Linked DNA regions of Pan troglodytes: regions 2 and 3 are each linked to region 1. The links are chromatin contacts, called in public capture Hi-C maps. All regions are on one chromosome and are shown on one strand. The core of a region is the stretch at or near the end of the contact, and the rest is flanking DNA. Distances in the headings are between cores, read along the strand shown.

Region 1 (4,795 bases), core at 1,685-4,184:
TGAACCCAGGAGGCAGAGGTTGCAGTGAGCTGAGATCGTGCCACTGCACTCCAGCCTGGGTGACAGAGGAAGACTCCGTCTCAAAAAATAAATAAATAAAAATAAAATTTAAAAAAAAGTCTCTAGTCTTTGAAAGAAACTTATTCACAATTATAAAAATAGAGTTAAAAAAATCGAAAATGCATATGCTTACTTAGTTCAAAATAATTATACATGTTCATAATGGGGAAAAATCCAAATTCATAAACCTTTTGATTTAGTTAACATAATTTAAATACCTGTGGTCTGAGTATATGTCTATGCTTCAGAAACAACGTGCCAATAAATATTCCACACCTAGGGGTGGGAAAGTGTTTTACTTCCCATTAGGTTGCAGATGTCTTAGAAACACACTCCTGCACCACAGCTTCAAGAAATCCAAATAATGACCTGATCTGCTGGTTTCCAAGCTACCCTGCCAGGAGCAAGTCAGAGGCCCTGCAGGGCTCCTCGGTAAGGCCTCGAAATCCCTCTCCCCTCAATGACCCCACCACAGCAGCTCCACTTTTGAATATTTTACCAGTGCGTGTTCCAGGTAAGATTTCCTTTCACAAAAGGTTTTCGTGGGTAAGGAAAAATGAAAACTGGCTGAATTACTCTAAGCCCCTCTCTCCAGTTGTTTTTATAATGGAACCACCTGTTGATTTCCAGGCTTGCTCGAAAAGAAAACACTGCTATAAATGCATAGAGCGTCTTCCCTTCTGAAAAGGAAACTTGCGCTAGAGGTTACAGAAAACAGCAAGAATGGGATTGCAAAGAATAAAGGTGGCTGACTAACTCTAGACTTCCTAACTGAGGACTTACATCAGGACTGGAACAAATTAGGTCTAAATCTACAGTGGGCTCCAGGGTGGAAATGGAGGTCTCACTTAAGAAGCAGGAGAAATCTCAAAACTCAGAGCCTAGAATTTAACCCCAGGGCCTCCGTGTTAGCATCAGCGGCTGCAGAGCCATGATCAGGACTTCTCAAATCCTGACATATAGACAGGGAGGCTGAGAACACCTGTCAACCAAAAACACATGATTCCAGCAGTGAATCCCTGGGATCAAGCTCTTCAGCAGGCAGTGTGCTGGTTCACCCTAAGAAGGACTTCCAGAAAACGGGTAGTGGCCTAGGCTGACTGCTGGAAACCAGATTCTCATGGGAACACATTAAAAATTCAGCAACTGCTGTGTTCTCTTTAGAGAATGGAGTGAAGCGTGCTTTCTCATGAAAAAGCAGCGGGAGGAAACTTTTCCCCTAAAGGAATACAGCAAAAGGACCAAATGAGAGTCATTATGTGCAGAAAAATCCTTTGTCAAGAGAAATGCACAAATGAGGAAGTATTAGGAATCTGCCTGGTTTTAAATAAAAACACACCTTCCCATCCTTGGAAGGGAGAAAACCATAATTATTCCTGTGGCAAAAGGGCTGTGGGGACAATGCAGGTTGTCCTGAACCTGTGTGAACACCTGGTGAATTGGTTTACCCTGGCTGGCACTCACTCAGCCTTGGCCCAGGAGCCAAAGAGCTGGGATCAAAACCAACTATTGCCAAAGAGCCAAAGGAATGACAACCAAGGAATAGGATGCTTTAAAACAGGACCTGTAAGTAAATAATACCAAGAAGAGCAGTGTCAAAAAGCAGACTTCCTTTTCTTCTCATCGTCCATGATTTATGAATTTATGGATCAAATAATGTAAAATATATCCAGAATATTAATCACCCACGACACTCATGATGCTGAAGTAGTGACAATATCTACACAGACCAAAAAAAAAAAAAAAAAAAAAAAACCATTTCACCAATTAGCAGGAGCCAATGAGACTCATTATTTCCTGAGGCAAGTCTTTTTCAAGAAAAGAAGACAGCTTTCCCTTGGTTCTGTGAAAGCTATCTCTGAGTAGCATTCTTCCCCGTGAAAAGTAAATAATTCCACCGTGAAAGTCCAAGAAAAGTAGTGTTTGGCCAGTTGTACTTCTCCAGGGGATGAGGAGCTCACCTTTGAGCTTGCATCCCAAATTGCTAGGTGGGAGAGAATTGCATTTGTTTCTAATCTCTTGAGGCTTCAGCACCCCAAGACTAGAGAGTAGAAAACCTCAGTGGTCCTCCAGGCAAAGTGGGCCCGGGGGTTCAGAACGCTCGCTCACCATGTCTGAAAAGCATGCAGACAGATCATAGTACTTTGACTTCTGATATAACCTTCTGGGGTGTTTACGTACTTTTTTTTTTTTGAGACGGAGCCTCGCTCTGTCATCAGGCTGGAGTGTGGTGGCATGATATCGGCTCACTGCAACTTCTGACTCCCTGGTTCAAGCGATTCTCCTGCCTCAGCCTCCTGAGTAGCTGGGATTACAGGCACATGCCACCATGCCCAGCTAATTTTTGTATTTTTAGTAGAGACGGGGTTTCACCATGTTGGCCAGGATGGTCTTGATCTCCTGACCTCGTGGTCTGCCCGCCTCGGCCTTCCAAAGTGCTGGGATTACAGGCATGAGCCACCGCGCCCGGCCAGGAATAAAAAAATCTAAATAGAATTTTAAATAAAAACTCTCTCTGAATTACTGAGGATTCTTAGAAAAAAAAACACTATATTCGTTGTAGTAACAACATATAATAATCAAAGTCTTGAATTGATTTGAGCTCAGTTATGACAATGTGCTACATCCATCCACACACATACAAAATGAGAAGTGCTTGAAAACCAAGACAAGGAACCCTGTGGTTTTCTGGATCAACACCAGGAACGATCCCCTCCAGCCCTCCCTGGGCTCTGCTTTCTCCCTTGCCCTCTTTGCTGGTTGAATATTGCTGGCGCCACCCAGTGGCCCCCATGACCCCTGCTTCAGTGCCACAGAAGGCCCAGAAGGCTCAATGCTACCAGCCCTGCCTTAAGTACCAGGGTGACATGACTGCTCCCTTACTGAGGCAGACCACCTGCCTGGATCTTGACATGCATGGTCTCCTTTCATTCTCCCCACAGCCCAGGACATAGGAGGGTCTGAACCCACTTCACAGATGGGAACAGAGAGGCTTCAAGTTAGGTTGAGACTTTACTTACAGTCCCAAAGCTAGGGCAGCACTGGGGCTGGGCTTCCAACCCTTCCTCTGACTCAGCTGCACACACCATCCTTACTAAGAGGACAGCAGCCCCTTGCTTGCTTTTGCATTTGCATTAACTCTCTGAACCCAAGCTTATAAATAACCAAGCCACATGTTCTATAGCTATTCCCAAAGACACAGCTTGATTCCAGACAAATAACTAAGATAATTTTCTGCTCACCTTCCAACACATCTTGGACTTCAAGAGAGATGATGTCTTTCAAGCACTTACATAAATTCTGGGCTGTGGCAAGGCTCTGATCCTTTTCTTGCCACTTCTTCAGCACCCTAAACTTGCAGATGGTAACATCTTCTGCCCTCTTCCAGATATCATCAGTTTTGATAACTCCAACTCCAGATTGGCAGTGGCAGGTTTTGTTTTGTTTTGTTTTGTTTGCAATGGCACAATCTCAGCTCACTACAACCTCCGCCTCCCGGGTTCAAGCGATTCTCCTGCCTCAACCTCCCAAATAGCTAGGATTACAGGCGCCTGCCACCATGCCCAGCTAATTTTTGTATTTTTAGTAGAGACAGGGTTTCGCCATATTGGCCAGGCTGGCCTCGAACTCCTGACCTCATGATCCGCCCGCCTTGGCCTTCCAAAATGCTGGGATTACAGGAGTGAGCCACCGCACCCAGCTGGCAGTGGCAGTTTTTATCCACTCTTTCCTCAAGTCGCCAGCAAGGGTAATCAAAAAACTGAGTAACTGTTAAGGGGGTTTCGTCTTTGCTTCATCTAAACACAGATGATGAATTCAGTAGTTCCTCTGAACATTTCAATCATTAATAGATACTTACAATGAAAATATACTCTCCTTATTAAAAAAGTATAGCATTAATTGTTACTTCTCTCACTTTTAAAATATATTTAAATGCTCCCCAATCACTGTTTTCCAACCAATTTTAAGGACAAAATGGTACCATTTCATATAACATACCACTGTTAGAGTATAATGTTCATTCACAGTGATAGTTCCAATAATAAGACTGTTTTGAAGACAGCACAAATTAGGTTGGAATTTTGAAAAATTCAGACACCAAAAATAATTCAAGTGGCTTAAAAAGAGAAACATACAGCTTTGGTCTTACACACCTGTCTTTATCTAAATGTTAGTGGCACACCAAGACACTTAGTGACCTCAGTGACCACTAAGGAGAAAAGCAAGAGATCTGAGCTCTGATCTCCATTATGCCACTTCCTGGTTTTAGGGGGAAATGCACATTTCAAAAAAAAGCCTCATGGGATGGTAATATCTGTTTTATATCTGATTTGTAATGTCTGCTAATTTCTTAGAAAGTGTCATACACTTAGAAGGTGTGATTTTTGTGAAATATACATTTGGTCTTCCTTATCTTTTCCTGGCATAAAGCTCCTAAAATCCTTGGAATCTAATGAGTGTTTAGAGTGTATACGCTAATTATATAGCATAATTATATATTAGCATATAAAGGAGTGTATGCTAACTATATTACTAGATAGCATGTATAATATAGCATGTAATTATAGATATATATATTATATTATTATATAACATAATAACATATACTATATAATTAGCATATAATCCTTTATATGTTAATGAGGTGACTGGTAGCTGAGGGCCCCTGGATAGCTTCAGGTTGGGAGTGTGTCACAGTAAAAACCAAGGCTGGATTGGAAAGTTAGGATTTTCA
Region 2 (4,558 bases), core at 464-2,963, 190 kb before region 1:
CTGTCTCTAGCTTCCATGCCTTTGTTTTTGTGGTACCCTTTGCCTGAAATGTTTTGTCCACTCTATCTCTTTCTTGCTCAGTTAATTCCTACTCATCACTGAAACGCAGAGCTCAGACATCACCCACTCCAGAAAATCTTTCCTGACCCCCAGGCTTGATTAGAGCCCTAACCAATTATATATATTGTGCTATAAATAAATAATATAAATATGATATATAGTATAATTCTTTGTTTATGTGTCTATCTTTGCCTTAAGGCTGGGACTGTGTCTTATCTCTGTATTCCTTGAGCCTGTTACCATGCCTGCATTTATCTCAAGCGCTTAATAAATATGCGTGGATTAAATGAAGGAATTAAATACCTAATGATGAATAAAACTAAGCTAATAGTGACCCATCAACATCAGAAATATAACCAATACTTAGGTAAAGAATTTTCTTTTGCAGACTAAGAATGATTGCTTTGCGTGGCTGGTGAAGTCTGAAGGAGAAAAGCAAGCAATGGGGTGGGGTGGCGGGCTGCGGGTGGCGGGGTCGAGGAGAGGTGCATTGTCAATGACAGCAGCACTGAGCAGATTCTAATGACTTCAGTGTGGTACAAAGCAACCTGGACACTGAATTGCATCTGGTTTCCAATGAAAGAGAACCACTTAGAGTGCTTAGCTGGGTTTAAAGCAGTTTCCTCACTTTTGTGTGGCCACTCTGGGTGTTTGCCCGTATCTGTACCTCTGTAGCTGACTTTTTAAAATGCCTGAACTTTGGCTTGTTTTTCTTCATGGATTACTAAAAAAAAAGAATACTTTCTTCTACTAATTAGATTAGATTAAAGTTAACCCATGGGACCCTTTGGCAAAGTACTGACTAGATTAATACTTCTTTTCAGCTAGAGTTTTTGTTTTGTTTTGTTTTGTTTTGTTTCTGACAACAGAGAAGGAATGGAGTGTAACCTGTTACCTTCTGGTGAAATTCCTCATTGTGCTTTTGTCACTGTATTCTTACTGTGTGCAAGACCCGCCAGTCACAGGCTCTAAGTCTAAGCCTTGGTTTGAACAGCCTTGGGAATAAAGTAGGTTTCCCAGACCCTCCCTAGGGCCCTCATTGTTTTGATTTTCCTTTTTACACATATCCACCTACAGTGTGCTACAGCCCAAAACCCAAACTTAAAAATAAACATGCAGTCCCCTTTTATTTATCCAATGGTGAGACAGGCCATCAGCAGCTGCAGTAGACTGAAGCCTAGAGGTAGACCCTCAAGTCAGACAACAGCCCTCTCCGCAATAATCAGCCAAGGAGTGTTCACAAAGCCAGCATATCTTACACCCAAGCAGGACAGGAGTGTGGATCGAGGAGTAAGCTGCTGTGGTGTGGAAATTTCATGCATCCTCAAATGATGTAGATGAAGAAGGCATTTTACACCAAAGTAGCACCTTCTATGCTCTTATCGTATGGCCCCAGAGTGCTGTGCCTAATGCTAAAGTTCTGGGGAGAGAAAGTGGTTGAAAAGCTGTAAACAAATAGTTGGGTAGACTTTAAAGTGGGGACAATAACACTCTGAGATTCAAAGTAGAAAAGAGCAGGCAAAGTGCAGCATTGATCACTTGGAAACCTCCTGACATTTTGTCACCAGCTTCTCTCCTCTACCTCCCCTCTGAGGATTTACTAATCACCTCAGCTTTGTGTCATCCTCCCCAGGAAGGGGCAGTGTGGAGCCGTGGTAGAGCACTGCCTGGGAATCTGCAGGGCCAGTGGGGCCACCTGCCCGCAGCAGAGCCTTTGTGTGACCGTAGGGAAGCCTGGGGCAGGGAACCACTGCCCCTGCCACCAGCATGCTGTCTGTCATCAGCACCAGGAGCTGTGCCAGGGGCTTTGCAATCCTGATCTTATGCAGCCTTCATACTGCAAGCAGCACTTGCTGGAGCAGCCTGTCCAAGGTCACAGAGCAAAGGTCAGCTGTGTCCAGCATGGAGGCCCTGCTCTAGTCCGTGGTCATATCACAGGTCCTTTTCCTTTTTGACAGCATTTGGCTTTTGTAGATTAACAAAATTATATATTCCAAGTTCTTAATTTTAATTGAAAAAAAATTAACTGTGTGGTCCTTACCCTCTGTCTTAGTTGTCTATTGCTGTATAAATAATAGTTTACTACAGTTTAAAAAAACAGACATTTACTATCTCACAATTTCTGATCATCAGGAATCCCAGAGCTGCTTAGCTGGTGTTTGTGGCACAGAATTTCTCATGACACTTTAGGCAGAATGTGCATTGGGGCTGCAGTCATCTGAAAGCTTGACTGGAGCTGCTGGAGGGTCCTCCTCATTCACATGACTGGAGGCTGGAGCCCTCAATTCCTCACCACGTGGCCCTCTCCATGGGCTGTTTGTGTGTTTTCATGACATGGCAGATAACTTCCCCCAGTGCTGGTGATCAGAGAGAAAGAAAGAGTGTGGGAGCTTGGGGGAGAGAGAGAGAGGAAGAAAGAGATGGATGGATGAAGCTGCTGTGCGTCTTTTGACCTAGCCTCTGTGGTAGCAGGTATGTCACTTCTGCTTTTTGTTTCTGTAGAATAAAGTCACTATATCCAGCCCACACTTAAGGGAATTAAGCTCTCCTTTTCAAGGGAAGAATATCAAAGAATTTAGGGACGTATTTTAAAACCACCTACCTTCCCCAACCCATATATGTAAATCTTCTGAGGCAAAAAACAAAACAAAACAAAAACAGAAAGAAAAAAGCCCAGCATCACTACTAAAAGTAAATGGCACTGCTCTTTATCTGCTTGACTGTCACTTGCATGTTCCGGTCACCAGTGGCTCCAGTTAAAAAAACATTTCCCCTTCCCTAAACTGCTTCATAAGGAATGTTTTCATAGCAGAGAAATCTTTACTTTTCAAAGGAATTTATGGGGACTGGAAAGTGTAGAGATAATAATAGTTTGTCCTCTTGATTCAGCCCTGACTCTAGACCAGGCAGTGTATCTAGGACTGACTTCCATTCTTTGTACTGCAGGCCAGTAGCCTAAGGGAAGCCACCAGGTGGCTGAGCTGGTGCCTGGGGCCTTCCACAGATTCTTCTGCAGGTGCTTCCATCTTCCTGTCACCCTTAGGTGAGGCGTAGCCCTCAGAGGATGAGGGTTAGCCCCCAGCTCATTCCTGCATGATATTCCCAGCCACAGGCCAGATGGCTCAGGTAACCAGATCCTGGGAGCCATGTCTCCCAGAGCCAGTTGATCTTGGTTGGGATTGGCCAGATATTTCTGGCAGTTTTTTGGGGGGATCACATAGACTTGAATGAAAGCTGTACAAGGTTACAAGGCTCACACACCTGGCAACCAGGAGAACTCTGCTGTTGGCTCTTCCCACCCCTCTGACCAAACTCCTGATGAACATTCTGAAAAAAAGACTTCTATGGCCCCAAAAGAGCAACCCTAAAGTTAATTCTGTAGTTTAAAGTGATTTGGGGGGTAAAGGAGCAGAACCAATTCTAGAATAAAGGTGTTTTTACAACCCACCTCCAGCCCCCACAACCCTACCTTAATCAAAATAAGTATTAGGAACTTATTCCACTTAAGGATAAATCAGACACTAAGCCTAAACACTTGAAATTATAATTTCTTCCTGTGAGATGAAATGATTAAAATTTCTACAAATTATGATTACACACAGGTCCTTAAAGAAAAATATATATGTATGTATTTTCAAATGAGTTTATCAATATGGTATAGAATACTTTAAAATATTTAACTTTCAGTCTGTCTGAAATGAAATGAATTTTAGTTTATAGGAGTGGGAAGTAAAGTAACTGAAATCTGAAGAAAAGTAAGAAAAGAAGATTGTGGGTGCAAGAGTGTTAGGAGGTCAGGGTTGAGAGAGATCAGTAGTTTATTTTTTAGGCATGATACCTTTAAGATACTTGTTAAATATGCAAGTGGAAATGAGCAGTAGGTGGTTGGATAAAGGAGTCTGGAGTTCAGAAGAAGGTCTAGGCTAGAGGTACAAGTGACTAGCCAAGAAAATGGATGACCTTACCCAGAAAGTGAGTTTAGATTGAGAAGAACTCTAAGGACTAATCCTTGGATATTGTAGTGTAGTGTTATACAATAGAACTTTCTTCCAAGATGGAAATGTTCTCTACCGTCACTGTCCAGTACAACAGCCACTAGACACATGTGGCTGTTGAGCACTTAAAACATGGCTAGTGCAACTGGGAAACTGAATTTTTAATTTTATTCAGTTTAAATAGCCACATGTAGTTAGTGACTACAGCTCCAGTGGGTAAAAGTAGAAGAAATGGGGGATGAGCAAAGGAGAAGCCTTTAATGAAGGAAAAGAACCAGAGGAGAACGTTGTCTTAGAAGCCAGCTATGTTGAACGTTGCTCATAGATCTAGTTGAGGAAGATTTAGGATGGTGTAGCATGGTGAAGACAAAAGCCTGATTGGAAAGTGTTCAAAGGAGAATAAAGGGGAGAGAGAAATTGTAGACAGCAAGTCTGGACAAGTCTTTCAAGGAGTTTTGTGGTTGTCTAGGAGAGTGTGGGAGTAAACAGACAGGGAAAATGTA
Region 3 (4,762 bases), core at 1,275-3,774, 230 kb before region 1:
TGATGCTCCCTGTGCTCTCAGCACAAATGCACTTTCTGCTGTCACAGGGAGACTATTTTGCACTAAACCTTTGTAGAAATTCAAGTGTCAATTGTGAAATTGAGCATTTTCAATAGAAGGGTAATAGGATTTTAGAGATAGACAGGGATTCTGGGAGATCATCTCATCAAATGCTATTTTCAAAGGAGGAAACTGAGGTCTGTGAAGATTACACATCTTCACCCAATTTCCTCAGCCCAAGCCTGACCCAGCCTCAAGTCACCCGACTCCTAATTCCCACTTTTAATGACCTGTGCCCCCACTTCAGTGCTTCAGCAGATGCCACCTTTTTAAATTGTTTTTTTTTCTTTTAAAAATGAATGGGTGTTCCCCAAATTTAATTTGGAGTACAGATCCAGTTTCATAATTTAAGAGCTTCCAAAACTGGAAGTAGATTCTAATTTTTATCATTTGATAGAAAAGATTTCATTTTGTTGATTTTTTTCTTTTTTTAAACCTATGTTGTCAGAACAATTGTAAAATTGCTTTCTTCCTTTTAAACTTCAGCTCATCACTGTGTATATTTCTAGCAACAGAACAGTGCTCTCCCTGGATGATAGAAAGCTAGCGGAGAGAAGATCTCTGTGTGGCTCACCCCACAAGTGAAGACAGATTTTGTTCTATCTAAAGAGTACCCTCCAAAAGGAGAAATAACAAAACCAAGAAAAGGCTAGTAGGAAAAGTATTTGTGGGGTTCAGAAGCAGCCCATAAAATAGTCTAGATTAAGATGCCTGGCGTAGTTAGAATATGTGTGAGAACTTCTTATTCTGACTTGTATGCCACTTACTTGTACTTAGAATTTAAAAGGCTTGCTGATTTGTAGTGTTTTTGAGTGTTCCTTGGTGAGAGCAAGAAATAGAAAAATGAATATAAGGACAGGGAAATACATTTGGATTTTTATTTGTGTATTTCCCCAGTTAAATTTGTAGGGCTGAACTGTCCTTAATTATTTGTTTCATATCCAGGATAGTTGTAATACTCATTCTCCTTCACTTACCAAGTCTCTCTTAAAATCTGCAAGAGCTCTCCTTGTTTCTCAGATGGTCTTGCTTCTTTTTGTTGTCTGTGTGTTTGTTTTGTCTTAGTTTTGGCTACTACTTCCTTTTTGTGAATAATTATCTTCCTGTCTTCTGAAAATGGAAGATAAAAAAATAATAAAATAAAAAGTAATTGTTGCCCTTTATATATATCTGTTAAATAATTATGTCAAGCATGTTCTCCACTGATCCTTATCACTTGTCTTTATCTGTTCTCATTTATGCATATACTTAATCTAATTTTTTCTCTCCACTGACCGATTTTTCAATATTTGCATCATTTTATGTTATTTTCATTTTTTCCCTACTCTTGTGGTGTATTTCCCATAAAGTGTAGGTAGTTCAAAAGATGATGTTTAGGCTAGGAAAAGCCCAGGTGGTAGGAATGATCCCAACCAGTGTTTTGTTCAGCCCCAGGTTGACAGTTTTTTAAAAGGTACTTGTAAACCCATTTTTTTGCTTCCTCTAACCAATATGAGGTTGTATTAAAGCCAAACTTACTGAAAGCTAAAGTTACCAACTTTCTTAGTCTGATTTTGTGTATCAGGTTTTCCGATTATTGCCACTTGTATCTGTACATTTTACTGATGCCTCTGTATCTCCACCCAAACATTTCATATTTATGTGTAATCAAATAACCTCTTTGGCTTATCCATCATCAGCAATATCACATTAATCATTTTTTTTTCTTTTTTTTTCTTCCATTTCTCAGAGTCTCTTCTTAGTATTTATGGTTCATGAAAGTGACTGGGCATCTTTCTTCCTTGGGATATTAGCATAGTAGACCCAAACAAAAAGCTTCAATTTTTATGGATTCCAAGAAGCAGTGCATTAGTCTGCAGCTGATTTCTGCAAATTCATCAATTCAAGAGGGTTTTATTGCCCATGTCTGAGATGATTGATCTCTTCAAAACTCTGCCATATAGAAATAAATGTCTTAGTTATTCACAGAGTTAGTTTTTTGTTTTTGTTTTACAAAGTATTACAAAAAGCTTCTATCAGGAAAGTGTGTAGGGGTTGGGCTTTTCCAGGTGCAGAGGCAGGTGATTCTCCATTTGCCACAGGTTGATGGAGCTGCTTTTCAGGATGCTTGGGAAAGGGCAGAAACCCTCTGCAGCCTCCCAGCCAGGCCTGCAGACAGCAGATGGTCTGTCTGTGCCTCCCTGGGCATACCCCAGCTGATTGGGTCATGCTGCTGCCCCTCAGCAGCACACACCCCTTGCTTCCTCCTCTGAGATCTCCCCACTGTGGTCCTCAGCCTGCCTGTTTCGCCTTTCTCTCCTGTGCAGGTTACCAATTCAAAGTCCCTAAGAAAGTGGCTCATCTAGCACAGGGTGCCTCTGGTGGCCAGGACCCCCTGCCAGGCCCACTCTTGTACTGTTTGATGTTGGCGAGATGAGGGCAGGCACTCCCTAGCCACCCAGCTGTGCCAGGGTTGGCCTGCTCACACGTGGGTTGTAGGCGTGCCTGGAACAAAACAATTGGTAAGTCCTGGCAGCTCCTAAATGAATGTAACTTGATTCTGCTTCCTTCTTGGTTTGCCATATATGGAGAGAACTTTGCTTTCTGAAAAAGTTTAAAGGGAATGAGGTAATTTCCTCATAATTCCTAAGATCTCCGGCAGTGTTGTAAATTTAGATTTGAGGTTAGAGTACTAAAAAATAAAAACAAAAGCAGAAAAGCTGCTGTGCTCTGAAAAGCCAGGGTGTTTTTAATGTCAAGTCCAGCAGCATAATAGCTTTTACCTCTTTTCCCCACCTAAAGAAAGATTAGTGTTAAACTTATTTCCAAAATAAAAGGAGTCTGAACATCTAGGAAACTGGTACAGTATCATCTTAGAAAAGAACCTAAAGGCTAATCTACACTCATAAAAATAACATGTTTTCAAATAGTTTCAGAACCAATTCAGTCGCCTGTTTTTCTCTTCATGACACCAGTAGCTAAAAATTACCCTACTTAATGAAAATTGCAGACAATTTTTTTTCTTTATGCAGTCTTACATAATTTTTGGTCCATTTTGACCTAGTCTGACATTTTATTTTGAACAACTACATCTTAAGTGTTCTGTCTTTTTTTTTTTTGGAAGATTTATTGTGAAGAGCGAAAGAACAAAGCTTCCACAGTGTGGAAGGGGACCCGAGTGGGTTGCCCAGTGCTCTGTCCTTTTTGTTTCCACTCTAAAATTGGTTTGGCAAGGAGTAAGAGAGTAGACCACTGGCATTTTATTTTTGAACACTCGAATTGTATAACCAGTAATCTGTTAGAGTTGTTATCCATCTTACAGTGACCCCATCATCTGACCCAAATAGCGTTTAAAATAAGAGCTCATTCTAGAAGAACAACTTTAGGCAGCAGTAACTTTAAAACATTTTGAATACCTGCTCTACTGTGGTATAGTGATCTAAATATTAGATTTATTTTTCTTGTGTCTCATATAGAAACTCTAAACAAAGCAGATGAACAGTTGTGTCTGTACTAACACGTGACTAAAACCCCTATAGAGTTCCAGTGTGCTGAAAGCCAAATTAAAGCTCTCTTTGTTTAGTAAACAATCACACTGGGAATGAGAATATTAGAGCCAAGAGGGAGTCCAGAGCAAGGGTGGTAAACTCGGATGCTTCCAGAGGTCACATAGATAACCCATTGGAGCAGTGGGCCCAGTGGGAGAGGACCATGGTGTCCTGGAAGGTATGTCCCAAGGGTAAAGGGGCAGCTGCTGTCACTTGCTACCTGACTTCGTGCCATGCCTGAACATGATATCAGTGTTCTGATGTGTCAGGAGAAGCCCAACATCCAAGCCTGAGATGTTATGAGAACTATCTTGACTATTACATATTGGCAAACAACTTTAAACATACATATACATTTGTGAGACTAACAAATATCTGCTGTCCAGAATACTGCCCCTAGGCTACCAGTTACCCATCTTGCTCCTAATCCAACCTCCTCACTTTTCATATGAGAAAACGGAGATCCAAAGAGGCTAAATGTCTTACCTGAAATGAGGATAAGTTGGGGCAAGGTGGGACCATTTGCCAAGAGGTCTGGTGAGATTGTAGAAGTAAGGAATCTTAAGGAGGAAAACCCATGAAGGAGTGTTGCTCTTATTTACTGACACCAGAGTAGCTTTTTTTTCTCCTTTCAATGCTTAAAATAATGAGAAATAATAACATCCAAAGGAAAAAAATAAGACCCACTACACACCTCTATTTCACTTAATTTTTATACACATCCCATTACTTAGCATTTACTTTTCTCTTTCATCTTCAAAGCAGTTCAAAAATTGATTTGTTATTTGTAGTCAGGGAACTGTGTCATGATTTATTTTTTATTATTTATTAATAATAAAAAGGGAAGAACTCCTTAAGAACAGAGTATCTGAAATATAAACACACACACATATGTGGCCTCAGCTGTTTCATCTGCTAGAAATTCATCTGAGACCATTTAATTCCAAGGTGTGGTGGTGAGTCTTTATAAAATTTCTTGTTATACAGAATCTAATGAAACTTCAATATTGCTCAGTCATATTGAGACTTTATTTAATTTTAGCTGTCGTACATAATACAGTGGAGGACCTGTTGAAAATATAAAGGTTGGGACTCTTTTTTCCTCTTTGGAACTATTGGCTCTAAGTACAAAGTTAACATAGATTCCAAATAAACTAAACAATTTTGGGATGTTT

Evidence for each region. Capture Hi-C pulls out chosen DNA fragments and counts their contacts.
Region 2: a capture Hi-C map of stem cell-derived neural stem cells shows a contact between it and region 1, with 4 times the contacts expected there. The contact joins two enhancer-like sites. A contact is called at or near these places in 4 of 7 Hi-C or Micro-C datasets (blood, induced pluripotent stem cells and stem cell-derived neural progenitor cells) and 1 of 1 other capture datasets (stem cell-derived neural stem cells).
Region 3: a capture Hi-C map of stem cell-derived neural stem cells shows a contact between it and region 1, with 3 times the contacts expected there. The contact joins two enhancer-like sites. A contact is called at or near these places in 1 of 1 datasets of contacts at active chromatin or transcription factors (stem cell-derived excitatory neurons) and 1 of 1 other capture datasets (stem cell-derived neural stem cells).

What each region holds. Positions count from the first base shown.
Region 1 is chr2:163,179,272-163,184,066 of NHGRI_mPanTro3-v2.0_pri, forward strand. No RefSeq gene overlaps it. Among named protein-coding and RNA genes, the nearest start is that of IL12A, 16 kb to the left of the region's middle. Within about 2 kb of position 2,935, at least 2 of the 24 cell types and tissues checked have an H3K27ac peak or open chromatin away from gene starts, as enhancers often do. A contact at or near this core is called in stem cell-derived neural stem cells, where this site is marked.
Region 2 is chr2:162,994,863-162,999,420 of NHGRI_mPanTro3-v2.0_pri, forward strand. It overlaps a transcript of SCHIP1 not described here. Among named protein-coding and RNA genes, the nearest start is that of SCHIP1, 21 kb to the right of the region's middle. Within about 2 kb of position 1,714, at least 3 of the 24 cell types and tissues checked have an H3K27ac peak or open chromatin away from gene starts, as enhancers often do. A contact at or near this core is called in stem cell-derived neural stem cells, where this site is marked.
Region 3 is chr2:162,951,382-162,956,143 of NHGRI_mPanTro3-v2.0_pri, forward strand. It overlaps a transcript of SCHIP1 not described here. Among named protein-coding and RNA genes, the nearest start is that of SCHIP1, 64 kb to the right of the region's middle. Within about 2 kb of position 2,525, at least 13 of the 24 cell types and tissues checked have an H3K27ac peak or open chromatin away from gene starts, as enhancers often do. A contact at or near this core is called in stem cell-derived neural stem cells, where this site is marked.